Linked DNA regions of Mus musculus: regions 2 and 3 are each linked to region 1. Evidence: chromatin contacts called from public promoter capture Hi-C data. All regions are on one chromosome and are shown on one strand. Each heading gives the region's core, a stretch centred on a gene start, on an enhancer-like site or on the middle of the called end of the contact. The rest is flanking DNA. Distances are from core to core; before and after follow the strand shown. Region 1 overlaps Polr1a (polymerase (RNA) I polypeptide A). Region 2 has its middle 27 kb from the start of Gm38832. Region 3 overlaps St3gal5 (ST3 beta-galactoside alpha-2,3-sialyltransferase 5).

What was found. Capture Hi-C pulls out chosen DNA fragments and counts their contacts.
Region 2: a promoter capture Hi-C map of adipose tissue shows a contact between it and region 1. The contact joins two enhancer-like sites. A contact is called at or near these places in 1 of 15 datasets of contacts at CTCF or cohesin (the NIH/3T3 cell line), 1 of 484 Hi-C or Micro-C datasets (bone marrow-derived macrophages), 3 of 115 datasets of contacts at active chromatin or transcription factors (cardiomyocytes, embryonic midbrain and pancreatic cancer cells) and 3 of 9 other capture datasets (adipose tissue, liver and pancreatic islet).
Region 3: a promoter capture Hi-C map of liver shows a contact between it and region 1. The contact joins two enhancer-like sites. A contact is called at or near these places in 2 of 15 datasets of contacts at CTCF or cohesin (the G1E-ER4 cell line and large pre-B cells), 8 of 484 Hi-C or Micro-C datasets (bone marrow-derived macrophages, embryonic fibroblasts, embryonic limb bud and 3 more), 5 of 115 datasets of contacts at active chromatin or transcription factors (epiblast stem cells, fetal liver, microglia and 2 more) and 3 of 9 other capture datasets (adipose tissue, liver and pancreatic islet).

The regions. Positions count from the first base shown.
Region 1 is chr6:71,949,284-71,952,294 of GRCm38.p6, reverse strand. It overlaps Polr1a (polymerase (RNA) I polypeptide A), which reads right to left. Exons shown (of 34, transcript NM_009088.3): 16 at 2,772-2,955; 17 at 1,633-1,715; 18 at 1,374-1,532. Among named protein-coding and RNA genes, the nearest start is that of Gm26628, 13 kb to the left of the region's middle. Within about 2 kb of position 1,479, at least 43 of the 459 cell types and tissues checked have an H3K27ac peak or open chromatin away from gene starts, as enhancers often do. A contact at or near this core is called in adipose tissue and liver, where this site is marked.
Region 2 is chr6:72,187,662-72,190,672 of GRCm38.p6, reverse strand. No RefSeq gene overlaps it. Among named protein-coding and RNA genes, the nearest start is that of Gm38832, 27 kb to the right of the region's middle. Within about 2 kb of position 1,507, at least 87 of the 459 cell types and tissues checked have an H3K27ac peak or open chromatin away from gene starts, as enhancers often do. A contact at or near this core is called in adipose tissue, where this site is marked.
Region 3 is chr6:72,141,309-72,144,319 of GRCm38.p6, reverse strand. St3gal5 (ST3 beta-galactoside alpha-2,3-sialyltransferase 5) reads right to left here. Exons shown (of 7, transcript NM_001035228.2): 4 at 1,837-2,180. Among named protein-coding and RNA genes, the nearest start is that of Gm38832, 19 kb to the left of the region's middle. Within about 2 kb of position 1,544, at least 11 of the 459 cell types and tissues checked have an H3K27ac peak or open chromatin away from gene starts, as enhancers often do. A contact at or near this core is called in liver, where this site is marked.

The sequences.
Region 1 (3,011 bases), core at 230-2,729:
CAGGTTCAGTTCCCAGCACCTATACGGCAGTTCACAGCTGCTTGTAACTCCAGTTCCAGGGGATCTGACACTTTCACACAGAACATGTCGGCAAAACATCAATGAATATAAAATAAGATAATAAAAAAATGTAAACAAAGAATAAAATCTAAGGTACGGTACTAATGAATCAGCACAGGAAAGCACCATTTGCTTCCCCAAAGAGCCAGCATTTTACCAATGTCCACACTCACCAGCACAACACCAAGCACTGGGTTGGGAGCCTTGCCTCAGCAAAAAGCCAGCAGAAGTGAGGAAGCCCACAGGGAGATCCTGGGGGACAATGACATGGGTTCTGAATCTGTTTCAGCCTTTGTCTGGAGATCTAGACACCCAACTCTGCACAGGAGCGGCAGAGCCTGGGCAGGAAGTGAGCCACGGGACAAGAATCTATTCTAAGATGTGCTGTCAGCTCTGGAGGGCAAGGCTCCTGCTTTCCCAGGCAGTGCTAAGGCTCCTCTGAATAAAACTTTCTTTTTGGGGGGGGGGTTTCGAGACAGGGTTTCTCTGTATAGCCCTGGCTGTCCTGGAACTCACTCTGCAGACCAGGCTGGCCTCGAACTCAGAAATCCGCCTGCCTCTGCCTCCTGAGTGCTGGGATTAAAGGCGTGCACCACCACGCCCGGCTTGAATACAACTTTCTACTGAGGAGAGCTGTTCTCTAGGCCACCAACTGAACATCAGGGAGAGGATCCACAGACAGACTGATGCTGAGTAGTAGCCTCGTTCTTGCTTTGCTCAGGACAGACTCCTGGCTGGTGGCTCCTCCAAACCACAAGACGGGGAGTCCAGGCTCTGGAGCACAGGGAGAGCACATGTGACCTTGACCCATGCAGAGTCCCATCTCCTCCAGGACTGCCAGAGGAGGGGCTCAGCATCCTCACACGCCTGCTTCTCGGTGAGAACAACTCAGTGCCCAGGCACACGACTTCCTTAAGGTCACACAGCAAGGACCAAGTACAACAGGAGGCCAGGCATTCCCTTGGTGCTGCTGCACAAGCATCAGAGACTTCTGCCTTTCATTCTGTACATCTACCTACAGTGGAGTGGTTCTACAGGCAGGCTTCTTTCTTCAGCCCCTTTAATGCAGCAACTTCAAAGGAAACACATTTAGAAATGCTGCTCAAAGCGTTCCTCTTTTGCATGAAACCAAGGCCTTCCCAGACTCTGTGTGAGCTCTTCACAAAGACGGATTCTACCTACCCAACTTCAAACTTCACCTAGTTGGGCTGATCTAAAAGGCTCAGGGTGAGAATCAAATGTAATTAAAAGCAAACCAACAGAAATCAGCATTCAAAAAGATGGGGATTTGTGCACTGTATGGCCAGGCTAACCTTGTTAATCTCATTGCTGTAATGGTTCACTTCCTCCTTGAACTTCATATCAATCATGTTAAAATCCCTCTGGTCTTTGCTCAGATGGGCATCCTGCCATTTCCCTTGGATTTCATCACATGATGCAGTTTCTGGCAGGCTCAATGCAGCCTTGACAGCCTAGAACGAAGAAAGGAACAGGAAGCTCTAGCCAAAGGAGGGCGTGGTTTTATTCTGTAAGGTGGACAGCAGACCACAGCCTCCCAGTCCTCCTCTTTACCTGGGGTCCACACTGGGTAGATTCTTCAATGATACGCTGTCTCACCACATCTGCATTTGGCTTAACCAAAATGTCTTCTACACCTGCAAAGTCAAACAGAGAAGATCAACAGGGCCCAGGCCTAATGTTGCACTGGCTAGTAAACTTGGTGATGCTTTGACCCAAAGTTGAGAGCTACAGGTAAGAGAAACTCTGGAACAGCTATATTAACACTAATGAATGCTCATGGAGGCCTAAACACTACAACTTCTCTTTCGTAAGTGATACAATTAGGGCTCAAAACTGAGATACACAGAAGAAAGCCGAGGCTTAAGTTTCAAACTTCTGCTTTTTAGCCAGAAGCTCTGCTGGCTACATCCAATAAATATATGTGGGATGAAATGGCTAGAGATTTTGGCTGTTCAGCAGTAGAAGAGAGGCTGACAGTGAGTATCCCAGGAACCCGATCTACAGCTGTATGCATGCATGCAAGCACGCATCCACGTCAAGTACAGTAATTTCTTTTCAACCCAACAATGTTTTGTTTCTACACAAGAATGCCAGACTTAAGAGATCTGAGTGGGAAGGCAACAACTGACTGTTTAAGAGCAAGAGCAAACATCTGGAAGTCCCATTACAGTAGCTGGAAATCTGAGGCTTCTGAAGACTCTATGCAAGCAGGAAGAGGAGGAGATGATTCCTTTCCGTGGAAGCCAAAAGCATAAAAGCAGACCCTGCATGAGGTCGCATCCAGGCCATCCCTGTAATGATGATCTCTGCCAATTAGGCAGCCCTCCCCCAAACTCTCCTCCCTCCTAGCATGGCCTTGCTTGCTCTGTCAACCCTTGGCACATAGGTCACCAGTGCACTGAACCATTCCTGTCTGTGCCCTGGGCTAGAAGAGCTTCAAGCACGGCTGTTGGTTAGGTCTGGCTTTCACTTGTGAGTTGGGTGCAGGAGTTTATGCTATCATAACGAGTGGGTTGAAGGGACAGAACGGGGATGGGAGGGTTGCTTTGCACTGCTGGAGGGAAAGGAGCACTGGCTGTGCAAAGTCAGTGGATAGCACTGATGGCAAGAGCCTAAACATCGACCAAGAAAACTGCCTAGGTGCCATCCTGTAAGGTGAACAGAGCCAGGGCCACAAGCAGGGTACTTACCCAAGGTGAAACCTCTATAGAGCTGGAGGTAGGCAGTGAAGAGGCGGGCTAGGCAGGTGAGAACCCTGCCGCTGGTCTCACCCCCATAGATCTCATAGCAGCAGTGGACCAGGCCGTAGGCAGAGCTCCCATAGTGTGCCTTGTCCAGCACTCCGCAGAGCAGCTCTCCTTCCCTGATGATCACCTGTGTAGGGAAGGGTCACCAAAGCCGGGCTGCAGGGGTCATCTCTTATAGGAGCT
Region 2 (3,011 bases), core at 258-2,757, 240 kb before region 1:
AGGTGGGGGATGGGCTGGGGATGGGGTGGTGGTAGTGGTGGTGGTGTGTCCCTGCCTGCACCCCAGAAAAGTACTTCAACACAAGTCAGAGTGAATCAGAGTTAGTGAGTTTATTAAGCAGAGTTAAGAGGTAAAACATTAAGCACTGATGAGGGAGGGGGAGGCAGGAAGGAGGAGAGGGGGAGGGGAGAAGGAGATGGAGAGTGGGGGGGGCAGGGGGAGGGGGGAGAATATGAATGGCCACTAGGAAAAGAGTGTCCACAGCTCCGACGTTGAGGGCAGGTTTTCTAGAGGAAGTCACACTACTGCACCAGCACAGTGGCACTTTGCAGGATCCTGCGGTTTTTCTAAATTATGCCATTCAAAGGATGCAATTACCACAAGCCTTAAAGATTAAGCAAAGTTTAAAACTTAAGTGAAGTTTAAGTTGGGTGTGGTGACACATGCTTCCCCCCCCCCCCCCCAATCTCGACACTCGGGAGGTGGAGACGGAGGATCAGGAGTTCAAGGTCACCCTCAATCACACAGAGAGTGCCTAGCTAGCTTGGGGTACAGAAGCTTCAGACTGTTCCACCCTGCTGACATTCTCCACCACCACCCATTAAAAAAAATTAAGTTTAGAAAGTGAACAGTTTACTTACGTGTCTTAAGAGATTACGAATGAATTTGCAAGGTAAGGTTTTATGAGGCGTGTTTAGATTTAGAGAGGAGAAGACGCTGATCCTGGTAACTTTAAGGCCACAGCCCTCGACCCAAAGTGTGCACCATGTGTGTTTTAAACACCCATGTTTGCTATGGATTCAAGAAGACAAGCCCAACCTCAATTGACAGTTTCGGCTTGATCAACAGGATTGCAGTTTCTGGGCACAGCCAGCAGGCATTGCACACTGGGTCCCAGGGTGAGGAAGACCCGTCCTTTTTTTTTTTTTTTTCCTGTGTCTCTCTCCTGCCTCACACATCCATATGCTGGAACTAGAGCTGCAGAGATGGGAGTAGACACACCCTCGGGCTTTACAGAGGAGAGAACGCTGAGTGAGGGAGCTGTGAAGGTTCACACAGCTCAAGGACAAGGCGTTTTCACGCTGAGAGTTGAGATGCTTAAAAGTCAGTGGCCTGAAGAGTCTTCAGTACCTACCTCCCGGCCACAAGGAGCCTTCTCTCCCTAACCTCCAATACTGTCCCAACCAACACGGGAAAGCTTCCCTGGCTCTGGGGGAGGAAAGGGGTCACGGAATTACGCCTCAGCCTCTCCCCAGGAGTGCGCCCCAGCCCCTGAGGTTTGCTTAGAGCTAGATCAGCCAGCTCCTGGCAGACTGGGCCGTTTGCGTGTGGGCGCTCTGGAGTCCCCTCCCCGCCCCGCGTCCCCTTACCCCCACAGCTGGCGCCTTTCTCCGTGCTTCCATCCCCCCAGCAGCTTCCCTCCCGCCATCCGCCCCTCCTTGCTTGGTCCCCCCACCCCACCCCAGGCGCCCTGGTCCCTGTGTGGGCTTTGACTCAGCGCCGGGAGCCTGGCTTAGGCAAACCACGCCGCACTGGACGCCGTTCAAGCTTTTACAGGCCCTCAAATTGGGGCTGGAGCCGGAGAGGAAATACTAAAATCCTGTGTACACAACTTCTGTCTGTGCGCGCAGCCCGGGTTCCAGGAGAATCCAGGCAGCGAGGGACACATTTGCGCTGTGTGTAAGGGCTCCTTCCCCCACCCCAGCTTTTAACAAGAGAACCAGGACTCTGGATGTGGGTGAGGGGAGGGTCCAGCAGAGCTGATGAGCTCTGATCCCCACACATCCTGTTCCAAACCTTCAGGACCATCAGCCAGAGACCTGCATGGCCCAGGATGGTTCCCAATGGGTCCTTGGAACCTGGGAAGGAAATAAACCACTCACCACCCTGCCCCTCTCTCTGTGACTGTGGGCAAGGGCCTCTACCTGCCCATCTGTAACACTGGGACAAAATGTTAAGGCATTTATATTTGTATCCATAGATTAGAACCACATTGGTCAGAGACGCTTCTGGCCCGAGTAACAATTAATACAGAGACTTAGAATTAGTCAAAGTGCTGATGCTAAGTGATTACGGAGAACTCAGGCCTAAATAGGATCAGCAAACCAACCTCCTCCCCCAAGGCTCAGAGAACCTTAGCAGAGGAAGGGAGACTGTGAGAGTCTGTGGATGGGGAGGGGAGCTGGGAACTGCTGAATTCCGGGAACTCACTTCATTTCTGTTGGGGTTACCAGCACAAGACCAAGCCGTAGGTCTGTCAGTTTCCCATCAAGCAGCTCTATTTGAACTCGGTGGGTTCGATGATGATGATGATGACGCCGCCGCCGATGACGATGATAACAGAAAAATTAAGAGGACATGAACATGGGAGGCAGGGATCGGGCAGGGGCATGATCAAGGTACACTGTATATGTGTGTGAAACTGTCAAAGAATAAATAGATGTTTTTTTTTTTGTTTTTTTTTTTTTGTTTTTTTTTTTTTGTTTTGTTTTTTGTTTTTTTTTTTGTTTTTTTGTTTTTTTTTTTTTAATGGTAAGCTACTTGGGAGTCTCCTGTGAAGGTTTCAGATGAACTAGGTAGGGAACTAGCTGGAGTCTGGTTGTATCAAGTGCTCACTAAAAGGCAGCGTGATTATTATATGGAGCTGACCCTTCAGAGCCAGTATCAGTTAATCAATCCTCACAGCAGCCTAGCAAGAGAATCTGTTAACAGCAATATAGAAAAACAGGACCCCCAAGACTCACCCAACACCATCCAACTGGGGGGGGGGCATCAACTGAGCAATTGTACCCGTGCAGTCTTTCTTCACAGTCCAGATGTGCGGCACCATGAGACTAAAGAAGAGGGGGCGGTGGTCAGAGCTGCTGATCTGGCACATAGCTCCCACACCCGAGCCTGCTTCATCTCTGTCAAGTGCCCTGAAATGTCCACAGCTGGGTCTGCTGGGAAGTACCTGTCCCACCACCCTCTCCAAAGAGGCTCCTCCTCCTCCTCCTCCTCCTCCTCTTCCT
Region 3 (3,011 bases), core at 295-2,794, 190 kb before region 1:
AGCTGTGGCATTTACAGAGCACCATCCTGTCACTCACTGCTCTTAGTGCTTTACCGTCCGTGCGTCTGGTCTCCACAGTGGACAAACCTTACTGCTTCTGGACTACAGATGAGGAAACTGAGGCACTGTGGAGTGGCTGGCCCAAATCACAAAGGTCCATGTGAACATCCTCATTTTGGGAGTCAAAATGGCTGGGATGGGTTTTGTCATGTCCCTTGCTAACCAGTTTTTCCCCACTTCCGGGGTTCTGTTAGTGGTTCTGGTTAGTGGTTCTGCTAAGGTCAGAGATCCCTGGAGTAGAAATCTATCACTTGAGATTAGTTTTCAAGCTATTAAAAGGGGCTGTCAATTACTTTTCAGTATGTCCCCCAAATTCAGTCTTGTCACTATTTCCACTCTTTGTGTGTCACCCCCAGCCATGCATGTCACACCTTCGTCTGTAGGCTCTGTCTTCATTCCCCTCTCTCCCGCCTGCCCATGGGTCTCTGCAGGACAGACTGAATGAGGACCCAGATCTTGTGGCTAATTTACTGCAGTGTAACCCAGGGTCGGAAAAATAGGCCCCAGGTCTTGAAGAGACCAATTCTATTTTAAATAACTTGTCTAAGGAACCAATCATAGCTGGATAAAACGACATGTGCATAAAAATATGCAAAGTAGTTTCACAATAAAAAGTAAAGAGACATAAATATTCTAATGTCTGGCAAAAGAGCCACCAAAAAATTATCTTCTTCTAAAGGAGCGCTAAGATACTAAGACCTCAGAAACTAATCATAAGTGTAAGTTTAAACTATCTTGTAAAAACACAGTGGAGGGCTGGAGAGGTGCCCCGTGGTGAAGGGCGCCTGCTGCTCTTCCAGAGTTTGGTTTCTAGCAGCCATGTTGGGTGGCTAACAGCAGCCTGTAACTTCACTTGGGAGATTCTGACGGCCTCTTCTGGCCTCCACGGGCACTCCCTCGCATGTGCACACATACACAGGTTACACAAACCAAAAACAAAGTCAATCTTTAGAGAGAGACAGAAACACAGACGCAACCTCACATCCAGAGCAGGAGTGAGGGGGGCTGCACAGCAGTCGGCAGTGGCTGCTGATTCCTGTTCCGAGTAGCCCTCATTTTCTTCCTAATAATGGGTATGTTTTACATTTATAATTGGATAACCTTTTTCTTTCCTGCACTATCACTAAATCCAGGCCCCTGTGTATTATAAGCAAGCATTCTACCATTTGGCTATATCCCTAATCTAAATAATTAAATAGGAAAAATAACTTTTAGGCACTGTGTGGTGGCACATGCCTTTAACCCTAGGCAGAGAGATCCTGTCCTAAAAAACAGAAACCAACCAAACAAACAAAACAACGCCCCCAACAACAAGAAGCCCCCAAACCAAACAAGTATGCAAGCAAGCACTCGCCCCCCCTTGAAGAGTCAGGAACATCACTGAACTCTAGGATGGCTGTTTCCTGCCTGTGCTGAGTTCTAACTGCCCTGGAGGCTGGCTGTCCTCCCAGGGCTCACTGTCCCTAAACTTTGTCCCCAAAGCCAGGTGTTGCCCTCCTGCCTTGCATCAGCCTACAGGCTCTGTCTTACAGTACTGGTTACCAAGCCCCCACCTCCACCTTTCCAAACCTCCTTCCTCTGCGAGGCCTGGCCAGTGACGGCAGCCCACACATAGGCCTTGGATCTAGGGTAAGCAATGCAGTTTGGACACTTGGCCATTTGTGATTTTGTTTCAACACCCCCAAGAGTTGAAGCAGGGGTGCTGAAGAGCTCCCACTGTTCCTCTCTGTCCCTGGAAGATTCTAGAGAAGCAAGGCTGGTTTGGAGCGCAGATACCTTATTACCACATCGAACTGGTTGAGGGCGTGACCCAGCTCTAGTCCGTGCAGGATGCCCCCGTTCCCAACAACCACACAGCGCTTGCAGGCCTTGGCTCTCAAGTGTTCAGGAAAGTCATGTTCGGGCAGCATATCCAAGAGGCTCTGGACTTTACTGGAGAACTTCCGGAATCCAAAAGGCGGGTCATACTTGAGCTCAGCTTCACTGGCCGTGGGGACCTTCTGCACAAAAGGCTCCAAGTTGATGCTGTACCTGTCCTCAAATAACAGAGCCATAGCCGTCTTCGCGTACCTGGGCCGACATTCCTTCTGCAAGACTTCCTGAGCATAGCTCTGAGCTCTCTGGAAGGGGATGACCAACATAGGCTTTAAAACCTCTCCAACATTAGAAATGACACTGTCTAGACATTTAGTCCTGTGATTACCATCTGATGATATACATCATTTACCTTTTAGGGTTAGTGTTTTCTCAGGAATGGGCAGGAACCAGAAGGCCATATCTTATGACAAGAACAGAAACTCTACAAGGCCATTACTTTCATTATGCCACTGAGGCAAACTGTCACCAGAAGATGGGCCCTAAGTTGGCTGACTGTACTTACCTGCAGTATGCATAGTGGTCAGATCTATAGAAAACACAAGGAAGAATAGTGGGACCAGGGACTGAGGAGATGCAGAGATAAGGAATGTGTCTGACAGTAACAAAAACAGTATTTTTGAAAGATTCTGGAGGGCCAGAAAGATGGCTCAGTAGGTAAAGATGCTTGCTGCTGACCTGAGTTTAATTAATCTCTGGGAACTCACAGAATAGAAGGAGTAAGCTTACTCCCCAAAGTGGTCCTCTGACCTCCGTACTGTGTTATAGTGCACACACACACATACACACACACACACACACACACACACACACACACGCATGCACCCAGTGGTATGTTTGCTTGGCATGTTGCAATGCTCTGATTTGGCCCTCAGGACTGGCTAAGATGGTAAATTTTGTTCTATGGCTTTGTGCCGTCTGGGAGACAATGACCTTCAGTGTTATCAGAGAACAAGTGTCCTGACCTCACAGAACTTGCTGGTTCCTGTGCACGTGCCCAGGGATGGTCCTCCTACCGAGGCCAGCTGCTGAGGCCCAGTCAGAAGACTTCCCACGTGCTGCTCCTGCTGTGTGCT